Linked DNA regions of Mus musculus: all the other regions are linked to region 1. The links are chromatin contacts, called in public promoter capture Hi-C maps. All regions are on one chromosome and are shown on one strand. The core of a region is the stretch at or near the end of the contact, and the rest is flanking DNA. Distances in the headings are between cores, read along the strand shown. Region 1 holds the start of Slc30a7 (solute carrier family 30 (zinc transporter), member 7). Region 2 has its middle 17 kb from the start of Amy1. Region 3 holds the start of Amy1 (amylase 1, salivary).

Region 1 (3,789 bases), core at 764-3,263:
GAGGCACAGTAGAAACAACTTTTCCTGGTTTAAAGAGTGTCCTTCTGTCCTTTATACTGCAAACGAAAATGCCTTTAACGCTGATTGGCCTTTATGCTGTCCAGGGCTAAGGATTAAAAAATAGCATGGCCACAGTCAGAAGGGAGAAGATCTTCAAGAGCAGATCTACCTTATATCGTAACAAATCTAGGAAACTGATAAAGCTGAAATTAAATTTCTTTAATGCCTTTCAAAACTATTCAATAACAGGTAATATGGGTTCCTCCCTATCTATGCCAGCTAAGCAACTTCGGATTTACAACAGTGCAAGATGGAATACAGAATTTATTTCCAAAGGCAGGATAAAAACCACATAGGCTCAAATTGCAGGTGACCTTAATGAGAAGGCTGGAAATCCATTGCTGAAACTTGATTATTTTGATATACCATCCCCACCATCATACTTAAATAAAGCAGTCTTCAAGGGGGAAAAAATCAATTGCAATAGCTATTTTGCCTTAAACGACCTCGTCTGCAGTCAGTTCTGGCTTCCTCAGCAATGCAGTAGGGTAGAATTGAAAAACTGCTCTGAACAACAACAACAGAGTAGCCTTTAAAAAGTAAATGCTACTAATTGAGAATATTTGCTTACATGACAATAATGGTCCAAGAAAGGCAAAGACAAAAGAGACATGTTTGTCCTAGAACTTATAGAATCAAGCCGTTTGTTACCAGCAGTTTTTAAAGAGGAACATTAAAAAAAAATCAAGATCTATTTTCAAAAATCTAAATTACAGAATAAATCCTTCCTACCCACAAAGTTCCAAGAACGAGGGCAAAACAAGCAGAGGTCCCAAATGGAAAGATAAAATCAATGAAAGAGAATTTCACAGTTGCCTCACCTCTAGTGCAGAAGATTGCAGCGGGGCCAGCGGGTTTATTTGCAGCTTGGTTAGCATAAATCGAAAGGAGAGTCTCCTTTGCTTGCCTCTTTTCCACCCCTTTCCTAAACCGGGCTTCCAACCTCTCTGCCCGTCCAATTGATAACCTAGGAAATGCGCCGCCTGCAAAGTGAGTGCCTGGAGCAGGGGACAGTTCCTGAGTGGCCACCCCTCCCTCGCTTTGGGTGACGCTCCACTTCCTGTTAGGCAAAAAGGCTTTCCCAAGAAGCTCGGTTTTGTAGTTTCCAAGCCACCTCCCCAAACCAGACCCCCTTTCCGGGTTTCCCCTTCTAGGTAATAACTTTTAATCATTCACGTGATCGGCCAGCTGACCTTGTCTAAACAATCCCCTAGAAAGATGCTGGAGAGTGTCTCTCTAGCCAGCCCAGGCCCACAAGGCTCATCCCCAGCCTCCCACCCAACAGGCTTGTATCTGCACCTCCTGAAATGGACCATAGTGACAGCTACTGTCTTGGGGGTGACAAGGATGCTAAAGGAACCTGTCTGCGGTTGCCTTCAGGGCTACAACCGAATGAGGTTGCAGGGGAGAAACAGCAAGAAGCGGACCTCAAGGCCATAGTCTATGGCCCTCTTCCTAAAGGACGTTTTAAAATACCTTTAAGTGTTTCTTTTGCAAAGCACTCAACGATCGCGTCCCGCGTGACGGTTTCCGCGGGTGGGGGTGGACTCCCTTAGCGTTGACCTCGGGAAGCCATTCTCGCACATCCCGTGCAGTGGCGGCGCAGCACGTGGCCGCCTGGGCTTTTCAGTGATGCTGCCTAAGGCACAGCGGGGATTTGAGGTCCTTTAGGGGGTTAATGCTGAAGGAGCAGGAGCGGGCTGCACTGCATCCGGGGACGATAGTGATGGGCGATCTGGGTGGGTGACAGCGGGCCCTGAACCAGTCAGCCACGTCTGCAGAGAGCCAGCAGGGGTATCTTTCGTGAGTTCAGGAGATAGGACCCCTAGCTCAGCTAGAGATAGATCCCCAAGCTTTCAGCTCGGACTTTCCGCAGCCCCCAAGCCCCGCCTCCTCCCCGTAAGCCCCTCCCCTGCCGGAGTCCCCGCCCCCGCCTCCCGCTTTCCCGTCCCAGGACGCGTTGCGCGGCCCGGGCCGGAAGTCCTCGAATTCCCGGGTGTGTGTCTGTGTCTGTGTCTCGCGGCGGTGCCGCGGCGGTCAAGCGCTTTGGGGTCCGCGTTTGAAGCGTCACCGCTGTCACTGCCGCCACCATACCGAGTCACTTCTAGAGGGACGGAGACCCGGCCCTTCGCCGGGTGGAGAAGATGTTGCCCCTGTCCATCAAGGATGATGAATACAAACCACCCAAGTTCAATCTGTTCGGCAAGATCTCAGGCTGGTTTAGGTGCGGGGTGCTGTGATTGCTGGGAGGGGGCTGCCCGGGATGCTGAGACAAAGCTGGGTGCTAAGGATGGCCTGAGGTCCAGCATGGGAGCGTCACCCTCCTGCTGTGGTGGAACGAGCATGCGGACTGGGTGGGTTTTGAGGGGTCCCCGCAACCCCCTTGGCTCCTGCTTGCTTCTGATCACCTGTATCGTGCCCAGGTCCATCCTGTCGGACAAGACATCCCGGAACCTGTTTTTCTTCCTGTGCCTGAACCTCTCTTTCGCTTTTGTGGAACTACTCTACGGCATCTGGAGCAACTGGTAACCAAAGGGGAAGATGATTGGGGCGGAAGCAGAGGGTGAGGGAGACAAGCCACTATTTGCTTAGTGCCACGTAGCTCCTTACCGGCAGGTTCACGTCTTACCTTTGCCACTACCACTTTTGCTGAGTTGCTCTCAGCGTACTCTCACCAAAAGGGAAGGGCTGCAGTTCTAAGATCGGGGACTCTCATTTCCTGCAACTCCATTAAACAGAACTGACAAACAGGCCCCCTCCTCATATTTTTTTTTTACTTTTTTATTTGGCAGATGCAATGAATCTCTTTAACAGCTTGCCTTAGCTATGCCTCAGGAAAAATGAGAGGATCCTGTTAGCTAACCTACCTGTGGGTGTGGCTTTTTTTTTTTTTTTTTTTTTTTTTTTTGGATTTCACTCCTAAGATTCTGAGAGAGAAAGATCTGAATGGCCCTGTTAAATTTATGATTGCCTTTGAATGACTTTTGAAGAGGTTTGTGAAGAGACCGTTGGCAAAGCATATGCCATTCTCTTTTCCAGTGAAACTGTCTTAGGATTTTCCTTGTATCTTTACTGCAGTAGAAAATCCCATACAGTTTTCTGAGAATGCCATTTTGACTTGAAGGCTTTGGTGTCACCTTTGGGCTTTTTTGTTTGTTTGTTTTTGTTTTATGGTGTCAAGATTTGGGTCGAAGAGAGTCCGGTGTCGCTAAGGAAGTAAAGTCACTGGAATTTAAGTATTTGCTGTGGGATAACTTCTGGGCTTGTGAAACTGCTCTGCAAATAACAGAATGAGCACACTTCTGAAGTGTGCTAACTCCATTTCTAGATTTTATTCCCTTCTAAGAATCGATAAAAGAGGGGCAGAAGTTGAGAGTGCTCACTGCTCTTGCAGAGGATCAGGATTTCGTTCTCAGCACCATATCTGGTGGCTCACAACTGCCTGTAACTCCAGCTTCAAGGGTCTGACATTCTTTTCTCCACCTCACAGGCACATGCACACATGTGACAGACACAGAAAAACAGAGACGTACAGACAGACACACACATGCAGGGATAAAAACAAAATGTTAAAGAAAGAGACTCTATTAGAAGATGGGGGATATAACTCTCCCAGGATCTTTAGGCGAGTTACATAGGATTGTAGATTAACCTGTGCCATTTATGGTCTATTTTTGTTACTTCTAGTAAACTAACTTGGCCTCTGTCTTTTAAAATCCATTTTCAGAG
Region 2 (3,742 bases), core at 970-3,469, 2.4 Mb after region 1:
CAGATGGATTCACAGCAGAATTCTACCAGACTTTCAAGGAAAATCCATAGCCATTCTTTGTAAACTGTACAAAAACCAGAAAGAGCACTCTGAAATCCCTAAAATGCCATTATCACTTTTAATAACAGGGGACTAGACTAAAACTGCTCAACAAAATACATGCAAACAATATAGAAATACATCAAAAAGTTTATACATTATAACCAAGTTGGTTTTATCCTTTCAATATAGAAATGAAAAAAAAATACTCAAATGTACTAAACTATGTAAATGAGCTTAAGACAAAAATCAGATATTCATACACACAGAAAAAGAATTTGACAAAACCAATAGGCTTTCATGATAAGAGTTTTAGAAAATACGCCAAAAAAGAAGTTATACATGAAAGTCCCACAACCAACATCATCCTAAAAGAAAAAGCTTGACGCAATCCCACTGAAGTTAGAAACCAAACCAAAGACTATCCCTGCTCCCTTTCAATACTGGGTTATTACTATCTAAAGCAATAAGGTATGTGAAGAAAATTAAAGAAGTACAAATATGGAAAAAAGAAATTGTTGTTTGCAGAAGACATGATACTATACAGTAACGATTCCCCAAATTCTGTTCAAAAACTTCCAGAAAAGATAAATTCAGCAATGTTGACAGGATACAGAATTAGCTTGAACAAATCAATAGCTTTTGTATACCCCACCAACAAACAGGAGATAGTGTACATACTTCTACTCACAGAAGCCTTAAAGAAAATAAGAATAGACCTAACCAAAGAAGTAAAGAACCTCTATAATGAAAATTTCAAATATGTGAAGGTGGAGAGAAAGACACTAAGTGTATGAGTTAATAGACTTAATATTTTGAAAATAACTATTTTACAAACATTAAATTTAACCAGGACAATTGCCATTTTTTTTCATGGGCATACAAAAAAATGTACTCTTAAGATTCATTCGGAAACACAAAATAGATAAGATAGCCAAAAGAATACTGAACAAACCCAAAAAGTCTGTGGGGATTACCATTCCAGATTTTAATACATTTTATAGAGCTATAGGAATAACAAAACAGTGTAGATATGTCGGACAAAATTGAACACACAAACATGAGTCCACATAACTTCAGCCATTTAATATTTATAAGCCTGAGTAAAGGAAGGATCTTCAACAAATGATGCTCAGAAAACTGGATGTCTGGATAAAGAATCAAATTAGACCCATATTTGTTACCTTGCATAAAACTTGATTTAACGTGGGCTAAATACCTAAATCAAATCTGAAAACTGAGTACTCGTCATGATATAGGTGTAAAAAAGGACTTTCTAAACAGTACTCCCATCTGGCTTTGAATTAAGGCCAACAACTGACTAATGGAACTTCAAAAAAATAAATTTAAAAAATCTGCACATACAGCTAAAGCCAAATAATCTACTAGGTGAAGCAGAAGCCACCAGAATTGGAGACAATCTTTACCACATACACATCAAAAAATTAATATCCAGAATATAAAAATAACAAAGTAATAATCAAATGACTTACTAAAAATGGGCTTGAGACTGTACAGAGAGTTCTCAAAAGAAAAACAGTTCAAGAACTACATAAAAAACTGTTCATCAGTACTTACAATAATATAAAACCAAAACTGATATTTCACGTTAACCCAGTTAATGTAGCAAAGATCAATAAAACAATGAATACTGGAGAGGGTTGAGGGAAAGGAGAAGCCACGTTCATTGTTGGTGAAATTGAAAACTGAAGCTGTTGGGCCTCCAGGGGCCCAAGTGTTGAGGAGGCGATCCCCAGAAACACAGCTTAATGACAGATCTCTGCAATGACGAGATTTTTATTCCGACACGCATGGGGTTGCTCAGCCTCGCAGGGAGAGTCAACCCCATTTGACAAAAGTACAGCTTTTTTTAAATACTCTTTGAAAAGGAGGGGCTTTTACAGTGATACCATTATTGGCTAGCAAAGCAATAGTATATTTTTAATTTTAATGATCAGCTATTGATGTGCCAGAAAACTTTACCAGCAAGGGTAGGACAGTATGTGGTTTATCTCGGAATTCAAACTGAGGCAGGGTTTCCTCTTTGTTATAGCTAATTTTTAAGAACAGCTAATCTTGCTCCTGCAGCTGTGGTCATCATGATTTCTAGTCAGTCCTCTCAGATGGGGAAGGGCCACCATGTGGTATTGAACTATTGAACTTGTTTAAATTGGCAGGGAAAGGGAAAATTCCTCAAGCAGCAGGTGGGAGGGGGAGAGAAAAGCTTCTGCAAACAGCTTTGTTGCCCATTAGCCAAGCTAAAAGCTGTATTCAGAGCAGTCACTATGAAAAGCAGTAAGGAGAATTATCAAAGAGCCCAAAACTAATGTAGTATATGACCTAGCTATACTACTACTTGGGTTTTTGGGTACATGCCCAAAACATGACATCATATTCCATAATGCTCAACTACTCATGGTCATTGCTGCTGTATCCAAAATAGCTAAATTTCTTTCAATAAGGAATGGATAATGAAAATGTAATTCATATACACTATGCAACACTATTAAGTTATAAGAAAAATGAAATAATGTATTTTGCAGGTAAATGTATGAAATCAGAAAAGATCACATTGTGTGAGATAATCCAGACTCAGAAAGACGTGTCACATGTTCTGTCTCTTTGGAGTCAACCCTCTCCAAATCGTTACAAGTAAATACATATACTGGGGCAACTGCAGAACCAGAAAGTGAGACTAGTGCCAGGGTAGGTAGTTGTGGGTTCAATAGAGAGAGGAAACACAGGATGTAAATGCTGATTGGATAAGTGGCTCTAATTAGGGAGGGGGAAGGGAGACAGGAACAGGGAAGAGGGTAACACAACAACAAGAATATCTGAAAAAGTAACATGGAAACATGCTATTGGCTATACTTTTTAAAAAGCCCTCTAATGTATGCAAGTCTGTGTATAATATACATAGAGTTTAGATGAAAATTTCTCTCGTGCTAATAATGCTCCCTCCAAAACCAAGGACTGCTGTTTTGTTTTGTTTTGTTTTGTCTTGTTTTGTTTTGTTTTGAAATGAAACTGTGAGAATGACTCCCATAGGCTCACATGTTTGAATGAGTGGTTTTCAGTTGGTGGAACTGTTTGAACCATTTAGGAGGCATGGCCTTGCTGAAGTAGGTGTGTTGCTGGGGTTGGATGTTGGGGTTTCCTCATGCAATTTCCTCTCTCTCTCTCTTCTCTCTCCCTCTCTCCCTCTCTCCCTCCCCTCCCCTCCCCTCCCTCTTCTCTTCTCCCCTGTCCCTCCCTTCCCTTTTCCCTCCCTGCCCTCTCCCCCAACTTGTGGATCTGGATGTAAGTTCTTAGCTACTGCTCAGAGCCATGCTTCCCTGTCTGCTGTCATGTTTCTTGTATGATGGTCATGGACTCACCATCTGAAAGTGTATCAAGAACCCTATTAAATGTCTTCTTGTATTAGTTGCCGGAGTCATCGTGTCTCTTCACAGCAATAGAGAAATAACTAGGACAATCGCCTAACCACAAACAACAACCACAAACCAACACCAAGAATGAGAATTCCTTCTTTGATTGTTGGTTAGTGTTGCCCAAGATAGTTCCAATACATCACAGGCTATTATCTCTCTTGTTGCCTCCCAGATGTGTAAGGTAAGTCCCTATTGCTGAAAATACCCTACACTTCAGACATAAGGCCTAGCTAGAGTCCCTAAGCTGGAACTGATTTGAAAACTTCCTGCCT
Region 3 (3,731 bases), core at 771-3,270, 2.4 Mb after region 1:
CACCAAAATATTTTTGAGTTACCTGGGTACACACGACTATGGCAACCATAGTCCTTTATTCCCTACAAATTTTGATTGATAAATTAATAACTTGTACGCGTTACAGTTCATACAATGTTACAGATCAGCAAGTAAATACAAGAAGCATGGGATACAAAGTGTCAGTATTGAAAGCAAACTCAGAGAGCAAATCCTGGTATGGAAGGTTGATGCCACTAGCTGAGTGAATGATTAAGAAACCCATCATAGCACTGCCAAGACACAGAATAATTAAGCACTGCGTCACAGGGCAGGTGCTTTTTTGAGTGTTAGTTGATGTGTTATACTGAGGTGGACTATGCAGCATCGGCAGGCAAACCCACACCTCTCCTACTGCTCCTGAAATCCAATCCCCAAGTCTCATCTCCAGCTCTGTAGCTCGAAACCTGCTGTAGTCTCCTCTCTGACCCCACCCCCAGGATCAAGAAGACCTTATCCTCGAACCTTTCTTTTCCCAACTCATCCCAATTACCCAGTCTCCAGAATCAGCAGGCATCCTTTGTGAACACATCAGATGAACAGGCCAGGAAAGCAGGCAACATGCAACCATCAAATTCTCTGAAAAGTATGAGAGGAAAAAGAAACTACAGAACAAAACACCCACCCAAGAAAGACAAATCAAGATGTGAGCACCTAAACATAAAATCAATCCAAACCCAGATGCTTAGTTGCTAGCATTAAAAACACAATCGACAATAGCCAGGGCAATATGTCTCCATAGAACCCAGCTATCCTACCATAGCAGGCCCTGAATATTCCAACATAACTGAAACAAAAGAAAAAGATGTTAAAACTAACTTTATGAATATGATACAGATTCTTAACGAGAAAATGAGTAAATCCTTTGACAAAATCCAAGAAATCCACAACAGTGTAAAGAAATAAATACAACTGTTCAAGTCATGAAATTGTAAAGAGAATCAATAAAGAAACAAAACTGGGGGAATTCAGGAAGTGAAAAATTTAGGAATTTGAACAGTAACTACAGAGGCAAGCTTCACCAACAGAACACAAGGAAAATCCACTAAGATTACATTTCAATTCATAGCATCTATGCTCCAAACACAAGGGCACCCAAGTTTATAAAAAAAGACACTACTACAGCTTAATCACATATTGACCTTCACACACTGAGAGTAGGAGACTTTAATACCACATTGTCATCAAGGAACAAGCCATCCAGACAAAAACTAAACAGAGAAATACTGGAGCTAACAGGTATTATAAACCAAATGGACCTTAGTGATATTTGTAGAACATTTTACCTACACAAAAGAAAATGCCTTCTACTCTGCACCTTATGGAAATTTCTCCAAATTTGACCATACTGTTGGAAACAGGACATGTCTCAGTAGATATAAGAGTTTTGAAATAATTCCCTGCATCCTATCTGACAACCAGCAACAGAACCAACAGAAATCTTACAAACTGATGGAAACTGAATATTTCGCTACTGAAGGGAAACTGGGTCAAGACTAAAATAAAGACAGAAATGGAGTACTTATTAGAATTCAATGAAAATGCGTACACAGCATACCCAAACTTATGGAACACAGTGAAAGTGGTGGTAAGAGGAAAGCTTATACCACTAAGTGCCTACGTAAGATCTCATACTAGCAACTTAAGAGCACACTTGAAAGTTATATAATGAAAACAAGTAATTACACTCAACAGGAGTAGAAGATGATAAACGCAGACCTAATAATAGACCTTTGATTAAGTGAATTTGTTCCCATTATGTTCTCATTTTTTTATTGATTGAATTTGGCTCGATAAAATAATGTGATCTTTAAACTTATTTTACAAGCCTTTAACCCCTATATTGTATATAAGTGATTTAGAGAAAAAGTTGAAAGTAGAAGAGGTTGTTGTGTATTGAGAAAGCAAAGTGATGAATTATGTTGCAATAGAGGAGGTTATAAAGCAGCAGCCAAGGGAAGGCAGTGGTTTCCAAAGGACACCAGGGTGGTGGTGCCCAGTCCATCATAGGTCACTGTGGAGCTCAGATCACAGTGCTGACAGAATCCATATTTGGAGAATTACATAAGGTTTGAAAGAGAGGATAGTGAAAGGATACGAATTCCTAAAAACGTTTAATCTGGCCTTTTGTTTGAACGAAAGAGAAATTGAAACCAAATGGTGAGATTTCTATTGTTTTGTATTTGACGAATACTAAACTCTAGATTTGGATGGTTGTTGATTTATACAAGTTGATGTAGTAAGTTACTTTTAAGATATATGGTTTTGTTTTTCTTTCATCCCTTTTTGTACTTTATTAGAGGTTTATTTTATTTTTATTTTTAATGGTTTGATCTCTGTTATTTAGGGCTTCAGGGTTTCAAGGTCTTTTGTGGGTTTGTTGACAGATCGTGTTTGCTTGCCCAGCAGCACAGTCTGTACTATTTGTTTTGGAATGAGTACTGAGCCTTGGCTCTAAACTTATTTTAGATATGTGGTAGGCAGACTCGCTAAACTTTGTCTTTCTCTAGCCTTCATATGCAACTTATGCTAAGCTTAAGTTGGTATTTTTTCCCTGTGGGTAAATGACTACTGTTTTGAGAGATAATACAAGGTAAAACTCAGATGAATTATGAATTGTTTTAAGTAAAGCAACTATAACTTGATTACCTTCACGTGAAATATCTTCCTAATACTTTAGAACTTAAAAAACTTAAAATAAAATACAGAAGCTTTCAACACTAGAGATAATGTTAACATGATAAAACTACATGTGAAGATGTGTCATTAAAGAAACTATAATATTTTAATGACATTCCCAGTACATTTTTCACTATAAAGATACTTAACTATGTCTCCTCTGGGCTACTAACTACAAATGGCAAGAATACATATGCTGTCTCTTACTGACCACTGCTAAATAATTTGTATTTTATAATGTCTTATTTTGTCATGAATTTTAGGAAGAATATAACAAGGAAAATAATTTTGTAAATAATTAGTATTTATTTGTATATGCAAACAGGGAGAGTAGAGAAATAATTTAAAATTAACTGTGTGTGTTTTTTTTTTATTTAAGTAGTGTCTTTAAATTATCTGACTTTGATATCCATAAGAAGGGTTTTAGCTAAATGCCTAAATTTATAAAAGCTGGAGTGTAAAGAGGAATCCTGAATTTATATTAGAGTTTTCTCTCTGTAATAGTAACACCTATTTTATAACATTGCTAAGAAACTACTTTTGAGGATATTATGCATAATTTTGTTTTATTTCTTAATATTAGAAAAGATTTTTAATTTTTCTTCTTTCAAATTTTAATTCACATTATGCATATTTATGGAATATCACTTGGCAATTCAATAGTATTCAAACACTATCCACATTAGGGTTGTCAGCATTTCCATCTAGAGTTTTTGATAATCTTGTAATTTTTATCCATAATATATAGGTGAATATAGTTCACAATAGCATACCATATATCTTGTGAATCACTACAGGAAAAGAAATGTAAGTCCCCAAAAGGAGTTATGATGAGGAACAAAAACCATATAATACACACACATACTCTCTCTCTCTCTTTCTCTCTCTCTCTTTCTCTCTCTATCTTTCTCTCTCTTTCTCTCTCTCACACACACACATTATAACAAACAATAATTGGTTTTCATAAGTATGCATTGTATATTAGTATTTTAATAATACAAAATAGTAATAAATATATGCTTTATTGAAAATTG

What was found. Promoter capture Hi-C pulls out the DNA fragments that hold promoters and counts their contacts.
Region 2: a contact with region 1 is called in a promoter capture Hi-C map of liver, with 4 times the contacts expected there. The contact joins the enhancer-like site here to the promoter of Slc30a7 in region 1. A contact is called at or near these places in 4 of 39 promoter capture datasets (the C10 cell line, cranial neural crest, liver and 1 more) and 3 of 115 datasets of contacts at active chromatin or transcription factors (the 230-238 cell line, embryonic stem cells and large pre-B cells).
Region 3: a promoter capture Hi-C map of hippocampal neurons shows a contact between it and region 1, with 9 times the contacts expected there. The contact joins the promoter of Amy1 here to the promoter of Slc30a7 in region 1. A contact is called at or near these places in 3 of 39 promoter capture datasets (hippocampal neurons and liver) and 1 of 115 datasets of contacts at active chromatin or transcription factors (large pre-B cells).

The regions. Positions count from the first base shown.
Region 1 is chr3:116,005,630-116,009,418 of GRCm38.p6, reverse strand. Slc30a7 (solute carrier family 30 (zinc transporter), member 7) reads left to right here and starts at 2,013. Exons shown (of 11, transcript NM_023214.7): 1 at 2,013-2,284; 2 at 2,484-2,585. The coding sequence starts at 2,205. Extl2 (exostosin-like glycosyltransferase 2) reads right to left here and starts at 1,122. Exons shown (of 5, transcript NM_001163514.1): 1 at 882-1,122.
Region 2 is chr3:113,589,523-113,593,264 of GRCm38.p6, reverse strand. No RefSeq gene overlaps it. Among named protein-coding and RNA genes, the nearest start is that of Amy1, 17 kb to the right of the region's middle. Within about 2 kb of position 2,219, at least 4 of the 459 cell types and tissues checked have an H3K27ac peak or open chromatin away from gene starts, as enhancers often do. A contact at or near this core is called in liver, where this site is marked.
Region 3 is chr3:113,573,051-113,576,781 of GRCm38.p6, reverse strand. It overlaps Amy1 (amylase 1, salivary), which reads left to right and starts at 2,020. Exons shown (of 11, transcript NM_007446.2): 1 at 2,020-2,178.